Regions from separate parts of the Anser cygnoides genome. Here region 1 is linked to region 2. The links are chromatin contacts, called in public Hi-C maps. All regions are on one chromosome and are shown on one strand. The core of a region is the stretch at or near the end of the contact, and the rest is flanking DNA. Distances in the headings are between cores, read along the strand shown. Region 1 overlaps TBCK (TBC1 domain containing kinase). Region 2 holds the start of NPNT (nephronectin).

Region 1 (5,235 bases), core at 2,401-4,900, 130 kb before region 2:
CATTAGGAAACGTTTTGGCAGGATGGTGTTAATTTCTGAAAACAAATATTTAAAGTGTTTGTGATGTCTGCAATGTTTTGGATGTCAACAGTGACACAGTTGAATGTTGGGAGATTAATCCAAAGCACATCATAAATTGACTGCTAAGGGAAAAAGGAATAGGCATGGATGATGACACTAGCATGACTTAAAAATGAAATGTTATTGGTCTAGTTGAGACTTCTGTAATCAGTAACCTCTCTGAACATAAAATTATCATGGCCTTATGCTTCTCTTTCTTACCCAAGTCTTATTTCCTATTATGTCTTGACTGCTTTTGCATTTTGTCACCTGTATATTCCAAACAGGGTTTCCGTTATTTTGGTTAAAATAAATTCTGCACCATGCGTGTGAATTTTCTAAAAGTAATTTACAAACAACCTTTACGTGGAATTGGGTCACCCCAAGGAAGAGATTATGTTGTTCTAAACATCTGCAATAATTTAAATCTAAAATCAATTGTTGCTCAACAGCCTGAAACTCCTGTGGTTTTTAAGCTTTCCATGCACCAGAATGGCTTATCTCAGGCTGCCAGTGAAAGTGACTTGCTTTCCAGACTGATAAAGCTACTTTACCTCTATCTTGCAAATTCGTGAAATGTTTTTTTTAACATTTCTTGTTTTTACAGTACCTGTCACTAAAAAGATACATTTTAATTTAAAAAATAACCCACAAATTTATTTTCAGTTCACTTGGTTGCAGTTCACAGTTGAGTTCAGTGCACATAACACAGTTCTGATTATTGTTTAGAGAAGTTAATGATGTGGGGAAAAAGAAGGGGCACAGTGCTGGTATTGATTACTTGATTCTGAAAGCCCTTTGCAATGCTTCTCTCAAAGCCTTGACTATATTTTATCTGTATAAATGGATATCACTTCCTATTTTTGGAATCTGTAGTGGAAATCTCTATTTGTTAATATTGAAAACAGATATTGCTTCATGACTGCCATACTTTGCTTGTGGCTTCATGTAAAAATTGAACTCCAGCCAGGAAGGGAAAATTAAAAGTTAATTAAAACATTACACTTCAAAACTCCATGTGTCTGAATTTCTCTGAATAGAGACGGTGATGCAGGGAACCTTACAGTTTTATTTACTTGTTGGAGGGACAGTTGCACTGAATTTGAAACTGGATAAGGATTTTAACTCTTGCCTAAGTTTAGGTACAAAACTTGGGAATTTCCCTAAAAATCTTCAAAAACAAACAGTTCTAAAGAGGTTTTGAAGTGGCTAGGGGTATGATTTAATTCTATGAATAAAATTAGACTTTGATTCCAGAATTGATCATTGCTGCTGCTCTCCATAATCTTGTAGTTGCTAGAGTTGACAGTTATTCCTGGCTCTGTGTATAAGGAATTCAGTCAGAAAAATAACCGTACCGTAGCACTGAAGGTGTTTCTGTAGTGAAAAGCCATGTTAATAATTAGGTTTGGCAGTGCTGTCTTCTGCTAGTGGAGCCTGTAACATTACAGTTTTTACATCAAGGAAAACACTGCAAACTGTTCCTCAAAATGCTTGTTCTTACTCTCTATACAGACGGAAATAAAAAACGGTCCCGATTCTGCTTTTTCGTTTATTTCTTTTTCCATCAATAGTATTCTCTCATCAGGTGTTTTCACCTTTTCAGAATTTCTTGGCTTACAGCTTCTGAATGGCAAAGCCTTCAGTGTTCACGTGTGCCCCTTTCCTCTGCTTGTAAGTTGCTTGGTATAGTCATACCTCAACATATTTCAGGCATACGTTCCTATGTTTGAGAACCATAGTTTTAACCAAGTTCTCCTGTAAACTGTTGTCTGTACCAATACTTATAAGGGGAACAGAAACTATACATGTCACTGTGCAAAGGAGATTTAGTTTTCTTCATTAATCTTGTGGTTAACATTATTATTCCAAATTATAGGAATATGCCATTCAGAATTCTCACATGCTTTAGTAGTATTTAGTTCTAACAATATTCTCGTATACTAGGAAACCTATTTGAAGGATTTGACAAAAGAATTGGTCAACTAAAACACCAGAAAATCCCTTTGCTGTAATACCAAATGTCCTAGCCCTTGGTGGGGCTGCACAAAGAGGACATTTCAGCAACTGCTAAAACTTGCTTAAATTAGATTGTTTAGGAAATTATTGCCCAAAGGCATGTGTTTTGTTTGTTTTGTTCTTTCTTCTTCTTTCTCCATGTGTTTGACGAGCTACTTTGAGTATAAACTCTGTTCGAACAATGTGATTACCAGGGAAGATTTAGAGGTACTATTTGACACAAACAAATAAAACCATTAGGTGACCATTTAGGTGATGTGGAGAGAGCAAACACATTGTACATTATTACGTTTGTTTTTCTTTTATCTAAGCCTGACATACGACAGGAGGATGTGGCAGGGGAAATGAGAATGGTAAGGGTGGCACTACTGATTTGGTACCAACAGAAGCAGCACTTTGCTTTCAGACCAGTGCTGACCTACACTAAACCTGTTTGGTTGTCTGCATCTTTCGTATCAAGAAATCTACGACCCAGATGGCCATGCATTGAGTGCTGACTGTACAAGTAACTTTACCTTAAAATGTGCAGTCTTTCTTATAGCATAGTTGTTAACATCTTGATTTCAGTATGTATAATAGTTTTTGAGTTGCATAATATACATGGTGATTGCTGTAGCTTAAATTGATTACTAAATTCATTACCCACTGTACAAGTAGTGCAAAGTCACTGGCACCTTTTGTTAGAAAGACAGACTGAGGAATGAAGCATCCAGATACAGACAACTCTTTGCAAGCAGTTGAAGACCTGATCAATTCTACTCTGAATCAGTGCAGTGTAGGGCCTGACAAGCAGATATTCTTGCAGAGATCCACGCTGATATCATCACTGAAATACAGCTATTCATTTGGGACTTGAGAAGAGATACACCAACTTATAAGGTGGGGAACAGATGCTATTAGAGAATAAGGAAACACCAAGCCTAGACATGGGATAAAACATGTTCTTATATGTAGGTTAGTTTCTGCAGTAACCTCATCTTCTGAAACTTTAGGGGGTGAGGAGCGTTCATATGTTATTTCTGTGCAGCTTAGAAAGGTGTCTTTCTGCTGTCTTCAGGCTAGTCAGCACCTCCAAAGAAAGAACATCAGATACAAAGTCCAGAGCACTGGTGGTGAAGAAGTGGTCCAGTGCAATGAGGAGCTATAGTAAAATTGTTGAAGCGGAAATGTGGAGGACTCTGCTTTGTGAGATACAGGCATGTGGGTTTAAGATGCAATGTGTAGTTGAAGATGTAGCTATTAGAAAACCACAAAAGTAAATGATTCTCCAAGGAACAGGGTTTCTCTAGTGTGAGAGAAACAATTATATCTGTTTCTATTGTAGCAGTGTGCCAAAATGATTAATTCTGTGATGATGAAAGTTGTATAAATGCTTAAAAATATTACATCCAGCTCACAAATGGACTAAACATTAACAAATAACAGAAATTCTACACTGAGATTGCATGGTGCAATTTTAACTGATGTTTCTGCTGACAGCAGCAAAATTAAATGCACATCAGAGAACTCGACTTTAGGTACATATTCAACCCCTAGATAGCTACTGTTCTACTTTCCGCTGTTTTTTTCATTCTGAAAATACTTTGCCTACACATCTGCAATTCATACTCTTTTATCTTGACAGAATTTCTGGTGATTCAGTGTTTAGTTAATTAAGATTTGGCAGGTGAAATAAATGGCACTTGGCCACCAAGCCCACACTGAGTTTGTGGGTGTATGGTGCCGGTTTCCATTTGTTTCACCACTTCTTGGCTAAAAATGTGAACTTGGAGGTCAAAACACCAACTGTGGATAGACTGAAAGGGATGCGATGGGGTCTTCCATCTGTGAGTGAGCAGTAGAAAAACCAAGATCGTACACCGTTTTGAATAAGGTTTGACTTTTTTTCATACAGTTTTGAAAACGTTGTATTGCTCAGATTAATACTCTGGGGAAGAGAAATCATAATAGCTCTTCTAAAAGGAAGCTTTTTTCATAAATTCAACTAGGAAATTTTGTCATGTAGCTTTGTAGTTTGCCTACGTTCAAAACTATTGTCCCCTGTGGAAGGTGACACTGCAAGGTGATTTATCATGGCATTAGTGAAGCTGGGCTGCTTTTTCAAATTACCGTATGTCTGAAGAAAAACAATTTGGTCTTTGTCATATGATGTACATAATAATAGTGTTGTAACTATAACCAGAAAAAAAAAAAGATTGGAAACATCAAGAGGCATCAGAGTTTAAAAAGGAAATCACTTTTTTAGTTTTCTTTTCTTGAAGGATGTAGGTCAGACTAATATATATGGAAACCTCTTTTCAACGTATTCTTCATCCTTATGTTAAATGGCTTTTTTAGATGCAGGTGGCAGGTGTATTTTATAATGCAGTTCGTGAAGATGTATTGTCACTAGATGATGGCATCTATGAAGCAGAAACTGCATAGCTGCTAGTAACTGTTGGGTTTCTGTGTTATTGTTTTGTTTTGTTTCTTAATGGCTTACAGCCAAGTGTTGGCTGGGAGCTGGCTTTGGTACAGAAGCAGAGTAATTTGTTCGGGCACACCTGCTCACCAAGACTGTTCTATTGTGTCAAACTGTAAGACTGATACCATTTTACCTGAAGCCGTGAATTCTTTAATTATTCACGTTTGCCACTTGTAGCTACATGAACAGCATGCACTTCTATTTATAGATTCCACCTTCTTGAGACTAAAGAGTAATGCTGGGATGGGTGAAACACTAAAGGAAGAAAATTCCTTCGTTTCATTCATATTAGTGTTTTTGCTGCTCTGTAGTTGTCAGTGGCAGAAAAAAAATAGAATATATATCCTTTAGTAAAGGACTATCTAAAGCTGTATTGTTTCAAAGAAGGAGGGAAACTGAGTTCATCAGTAAAACTTTCCTAGTGTCTTAAAATCAACGTGATGCACAGCTGATGCTTCCTTTTTCTTGATAGAAGCTGTAGGTACCCTTCATAGCAAAAAGGGACTTCAGAGAATAGAGTAATACTTTTGTTAGTCTTATAGGATTTTGTACACCCTTACCCTGGAATAAAATCAAAGTAGAAACAGTCAAACTGTCAAATATACCAGCATTTCTAGGCATGGAAAGACAAGTTAAACTCCTTTTATTGGAGGTTTGCATCTAAATGAGGTGAATATATTTATATATATATT
Region 2 (5,079 bases), core at 1,139-3,638:
GTGGGCTTCTAACACACTTGGGAAGGAAGGAGACGGTCTTGCTATTTACAGATTTGAACAAAACCTTTGCTGAGAGTCTACATTTGCATTGCCAATGCTACTTCTGTCTTTTGTCTTTCTATCTGCCGCCTGCCTATAATCACTGTCCTGCAGACTACGCAGCTAATAATTCAATACATGTTTTACTTTAAAAATGGCTTGGCAGAAAATCATCTAGTTAGCAGACAGTTGAATCTTAATCAAAAAAGCAAGAACCAGTATTTATAGGTTCACTCCTGCAAAAGCTTTGGGGAAATCACTCATGTATGTACTGTTAGACACATGAGCCAGTGTTCCCAGAATCAAAGCCTATAATTTTAACAAGCTGAGGTCTCTGTGACAGTCCTAACACTTTCAACTTCTACACAGTGCTAGCTGCCACCATAGAATACTTTTTGAAGACGCTGTTAATGATGAAGGCTTATCTATTTCACTATCCTGCAATTATACTGAGGATTCTAAATAGATGTGAAAATCTCAGAGATGTTCTCTTCACATGTGACCCAATAAAAGGATGCTGTCAGGCTGATTTATATAGCCTTAGTTGGGGGTTACCGAAAGAACATTTGAACTTAGCATCAATTTGAATATTTCCATTGACTTTTTAAATGAAATGCCAATTATTCAGATTTCTTTCTCGGATATAAATATTCCTGCCTGCATTGCTTGTAACATGACACTGTGGTGTTACGTCATGCTATTAGGCCAGAGGACAAAACGAAACAGAAACAAGATAAAAAAATCACAAATTCTCATTGCCTTAAGCAAAGTTTACTTTCCTTGATTGCGATCATTTTTAGAACCGTTAATAATAGACTGAATTTTAGCCTGACAACATCCTTTTAAGTAGATCAGACTCACACATGCAAAAGCCTACGCCCTGCAGTATAAAACGGTGTGTGAACATGTGAAAGATAGGACTAGGTGTGTACAAGCCTTTCCTACGAGTGTCTAGAAGCCCCAGCAGCAACGATACTCACGTTGGCAATGTCCCCAAGCCAAACGGGCCCAGCCCCAGCAGCAGTCAATTCTACTTCCAAACCGGCACAGTCCTGTGGAAGAGACTATTTGTCTGGGCCACCTGAACAAGACATTTCAAAAAAGTCTGGTGAAATGTTTTGAAACCATTCCATATAAAGAAAAACACATGAAGAAAAAAAAAATCTTTCCCGCACAGAGGTTTTTGTGGTAAACAAGAACTGCTCTGGGTTGAGTCTATGATATTCCTGTCATTAAAACAGCATGCAGGTGGGAAATTGTAAATAGCTATAGGCAAAAAGGGGAAGAGATAATTAGACTAACTTTGTAAAGCCTGAAACAATTGACGTGCTTTGCAACATGCTCACTGCTGCCGCTCGCAGGTCGGCATTAAACAGTTCCAGAAGTTTGGAACAGAGGATCTATGATGGGAAATAAAACACCATCACAGAGTGTCAGCATTGATTTTTTTTCACAGCGTATCGCCACATTTTCTCACTGAAGGAAAAAAAAAAAAATAAATCAAAACTAAAGCTTCTTGTACTGTTAAAGTGTATAAATACAAAAGGAGAGCTAGTGCAAGAGTGAATAGATGCAAAAGGAAAAAAAGAGAGCACGCAGTCTTAGGCAGTTCCGAAGTATTGTCGGGAGTTGTTAATGCTTCTTAAGGACAAACTAGAGTAAAGCAAGCAGTTCAGCGGAGCAGACCCGAGGGAGCAATGTTGGCAGAGGGGCCCCGGAGCCCCCGGCACGGCTCTGTGGGCACCCCGAGGCATTCCGAGTGGCACCGCCGCTACACCTGACGCGGCTCAGCACCGGGCATCGGGCGCAGCGCCTCTCCAAGCGTTCCCTTTCACCTCGCTTCACGTTAAAACTTGAGCTGCGAGCCTCCTCCGCCTCTTGTTTCAAGTGCCTCGAGGCGTCAATAAACCGATTTTTATTTCCCCAGCACGCCAGGCGCTTCGGTTTTAATCCCGACTTCGGGACGGGGAGGACGGAAGGAGCCCCCCGCCGCCATTTCGCACCCTGCGGTCTCGGCTCCGGCTCGGCCGTGCCCGAGGCGACCCCCGCTCGCCGCCCCCTGCCCGCCGGGCTCCTACCTTCTGTCAAACTCCCCGGCAGCCCCCAGGGAGAGGCAGGAGGCCAGCAGCAGCCGCAGGGAGAGCTCCATGGCCGGCGGGGCTCCCCGCCGCGCCGCCCCGGGACCGTGCCGCTGAGGGGGGGGAGCGGGAGCGGGACCGTGAGGGGGCTCCGGCTGCCGCCGACCCCGGCTGGACTGCGGAAAGCTGCGGAGCGGCGGCGGCGGCGAGCCCCTGGGTGCGGAGGAGGCGCCGCTGAGGGGCGGCGGCGCCGCCCGCAGCCGGTAGGGGCGCCCGGTTTCGGGCCGCCCGCCTCCGGGCCGCCCGCCTCCACGGCCCGGCCCCGGGGTCTGCTGCCCCGGGGGGACCCGCATCCCCGGGGGCGAGGGGGGGGACAGGAAGAAGGGGGGGGTTGGCTGGGGAAGAGGTTCGTGCTTTTGGGTCCGGAGGTGAGGCAGGCAGCCCTCCCGGGGAGCGGAGTCCGTGTGGGAAGGTGAAAGGGTTACGATGTGGCCTTCTTTTGCCCACCGGAGTTCTCCCAGTATAATGCTTCCCAAGAGAATTAAAGGTTTGCGTTGTTTTGTTCTGGCTTAAATACTTTTAGTATCTCTCTGATGTTGCCATGTGACAGCATCCCAGCCCCTGGCCTGACAAAAAAGCAACAAGTTTCCACACGACCCACGCACCACTACCACCAGCGATGACTCCAGCTGTGTGCTACACTAAAACCCTGAAATATGGCAGCCAGTTCCAGTTCATTTCTCTGAACTTCTGGGACTTACTGAGGGACACTTTTAAATAACTTGTCACCAGTTTAGGGTCAAAGCTGCTCTGAGGTCTCTCTGATTACAGACAGATGGGCCAACAGCTTGGACCACGTTGCAGCATTGGTTTTGATTTGTGCCCGAGTCAGGGCTAAGTCTCATCAGCTGTTCTCACAAGGGTCAGGCTACAGCTTAGACCCCGAAAACAAAGATCTTCCGCTTTGCGCTGTAACAAAAAGCCAAACCCTTTACAGAGCACTGAGAAGCCAGCTTCCTGAAATATGATTTCAGGCTTCAGGGTTGAGCTGGGAGTTCTGCTCAGAGCATTTTGCACCTTCGAAATGCTCCACAGATATTCAAGCAACATGGCAAAGGCAAAGACCTTTTGCACAAAGTACGAATTGTGCTGGTGAGCTTTGTAAAATTACACCTTCTCTCAGAGCAGTTTTACCGCTTATCGCTGAAGTTTGCAGCAGAATGCCCTCCGCTCCTTCACTTAATCTTTGTCATCTTTTCAGGACCATACTTTCCCTGTGCTAACCTTTCTGTCCACAGTCTCAACCCAACACTATTCAGACAGAGAAAAAAAAAATTGTGAAGAGCTGATGATTCTGCAAGATGCTTGTTACCTGTGCTTGGATAGCAAACCCCTCTGGACGACTTAGCTAGAGACAAAAACTACACCAGAGACCAAACCTTGTTCCCTTCATCCACATCAGGAGAAGCTGATAACCAAACACTGAAGGCAATAATGCAGTAGCATTTGGGAAAGACAGGAGAGCATCTGGCTGAGATTAGATTCTTGCTGAAATAGAGAGTTGATTTCCAGCTCTTGACTGATTGATTACATTTTTCCCCCACTCACATACGTGATGTGGGATCATCCCACAGCTCTTGCAGAATAAATTTAGTGTCAAGATTTTATGGGCAAAAGGAATAAATCCTACATGTGATAGCCACAGGGATTTCTCTCTGGTACCAGCATCTGGTTGCACCTCTCCAACACACAGAAGGAAAATGCCCACAAATTACACTGCAGCCACATTCAGGACAGGTGCCTAAAGCAACATTTCAACTTCATTGTGAATAAAGGTCTAGGGCAACCTGACACTTTCCCTCGAATGTCCAAAAGGACATGTCAAAGTCAAATCCATTCACACTACTCTGCATTTTGTAGTGGTACTTCAGTGCAGAGCAACTTTTAAGCACATGCTGCTCCTTTAAAGCGCATATACTCACAAATGTAATAAGATTACTTAATCTCTCCAGCCTGCACTCAGTATTTCAGATTTCCTCTGCGGTGTTTGGTATTCTTGTATGTTAATACTAGTGTGCTGGTGGGACATGGTGCCTACTTCAAATAGGCATGTCTGCTGTTGGTTAACTTCTGCTGTCTTTAAAATTTGTTTTGGAATATCAGCCTGAAAAAAAAAAAAAATTACCAGACACTGGAAGACCACATATTGCACTTCCATACCCATCAATGGGACTAATATCCAGCCATTTCTGAATTCACTTATTTTGGCAATGCTTTATCTATGTCAGGGGAGTTTTCTTAACAAGGTAAGGTACACTACATTGAGAGCAGAGGAAGAGTCTGATGCACTTGGTGATAAGAAAGCAGAGAGTGGAGAAATGCTCTGAAGAGTGGGGCTTGCTAGTCCTGCTGCAGGGAGGGTAAAGGTGGTGGTGACAACCGCTGCTTCTGGGATGGTAAGCATTACTGTACTGTCATGCAAAGCATGCAGGAATATGTTTAATATACCACTTAGTAGAGTAGCTGGTATTTCTCCCCCAAAAGTACACCACAGTGTTAAACTTTGTTATATAAGTTGCTTACAACATTATTTAACTGCTACTATAAGTACCATCAACTAAGAAAGAATGTAAGCAACAGGAAACCCGCTTATAATTAAATGATGCTCACATAGGTTCATTTCATTAGAGGGAACTTCCTTCTATGCCAGGGAATTGTTCTGCACGAACACCACTTTCTTTTAATTCAGTTGGAGAAGGACTATGTCCAGGCTGTCTCAGTGTTAAAAACTTCAGCTAAATAGAGGTTTCTAAGACATCCCTTGTGGATGGTTTTTCTTGGGGGGAATTTCTGGAATACTCTCTAGTATTGACTGGACAACCAATAAAAAGAGAAAAGAGAAAAACAGAAAAGAGAGCTGAAAAGGTACCAGTGGTAGGTATTTTAGAATGACAAATATTGG

What was found. A called contact is a pair of places that touch in the nucleus more often than the background predicts.
Region 1: a Hi-C map of granulosa cells shows a contact between it and region 2, with 2.0 times the contacts expected there. The contact joins the enhancer-like site here to the promoter of NPNT in region 2. A contact is called at or near these places in 2 of 7 Hi-C or Micro-C datasets (granulosa cells and liver).

Annotation. Positions count from the first base shown.
Region 1 is chr4:75,226,171-75,231,405 of Taihu_goose_T2T_genome, reverse strand. The region is part of intron 23 of TBCK (TBC1 domain containing kinase); the gene reads left to right. Among named protein-coding and RNA genes, the nearest start is that of TBCK, 64 kb to the left of the region's middle. Within about 2 kb of position 3,650, at least 1 of the 3 cell types and tissues checked has open chromatin away from gene starts, as enhancers often do.
Region 2 is chr4:75,099,927-75,105,005 of Taihu_goose_T2T_genome, reverse strand. It overlaps NPNT (nephronectin), which reads right to left and starts at 2,388. Exons shown (of 14, transcript XM_066996836.1): 1 at 2,118-2,388; 2 at 1,020-1,120. The coding sequence starts at 2,188.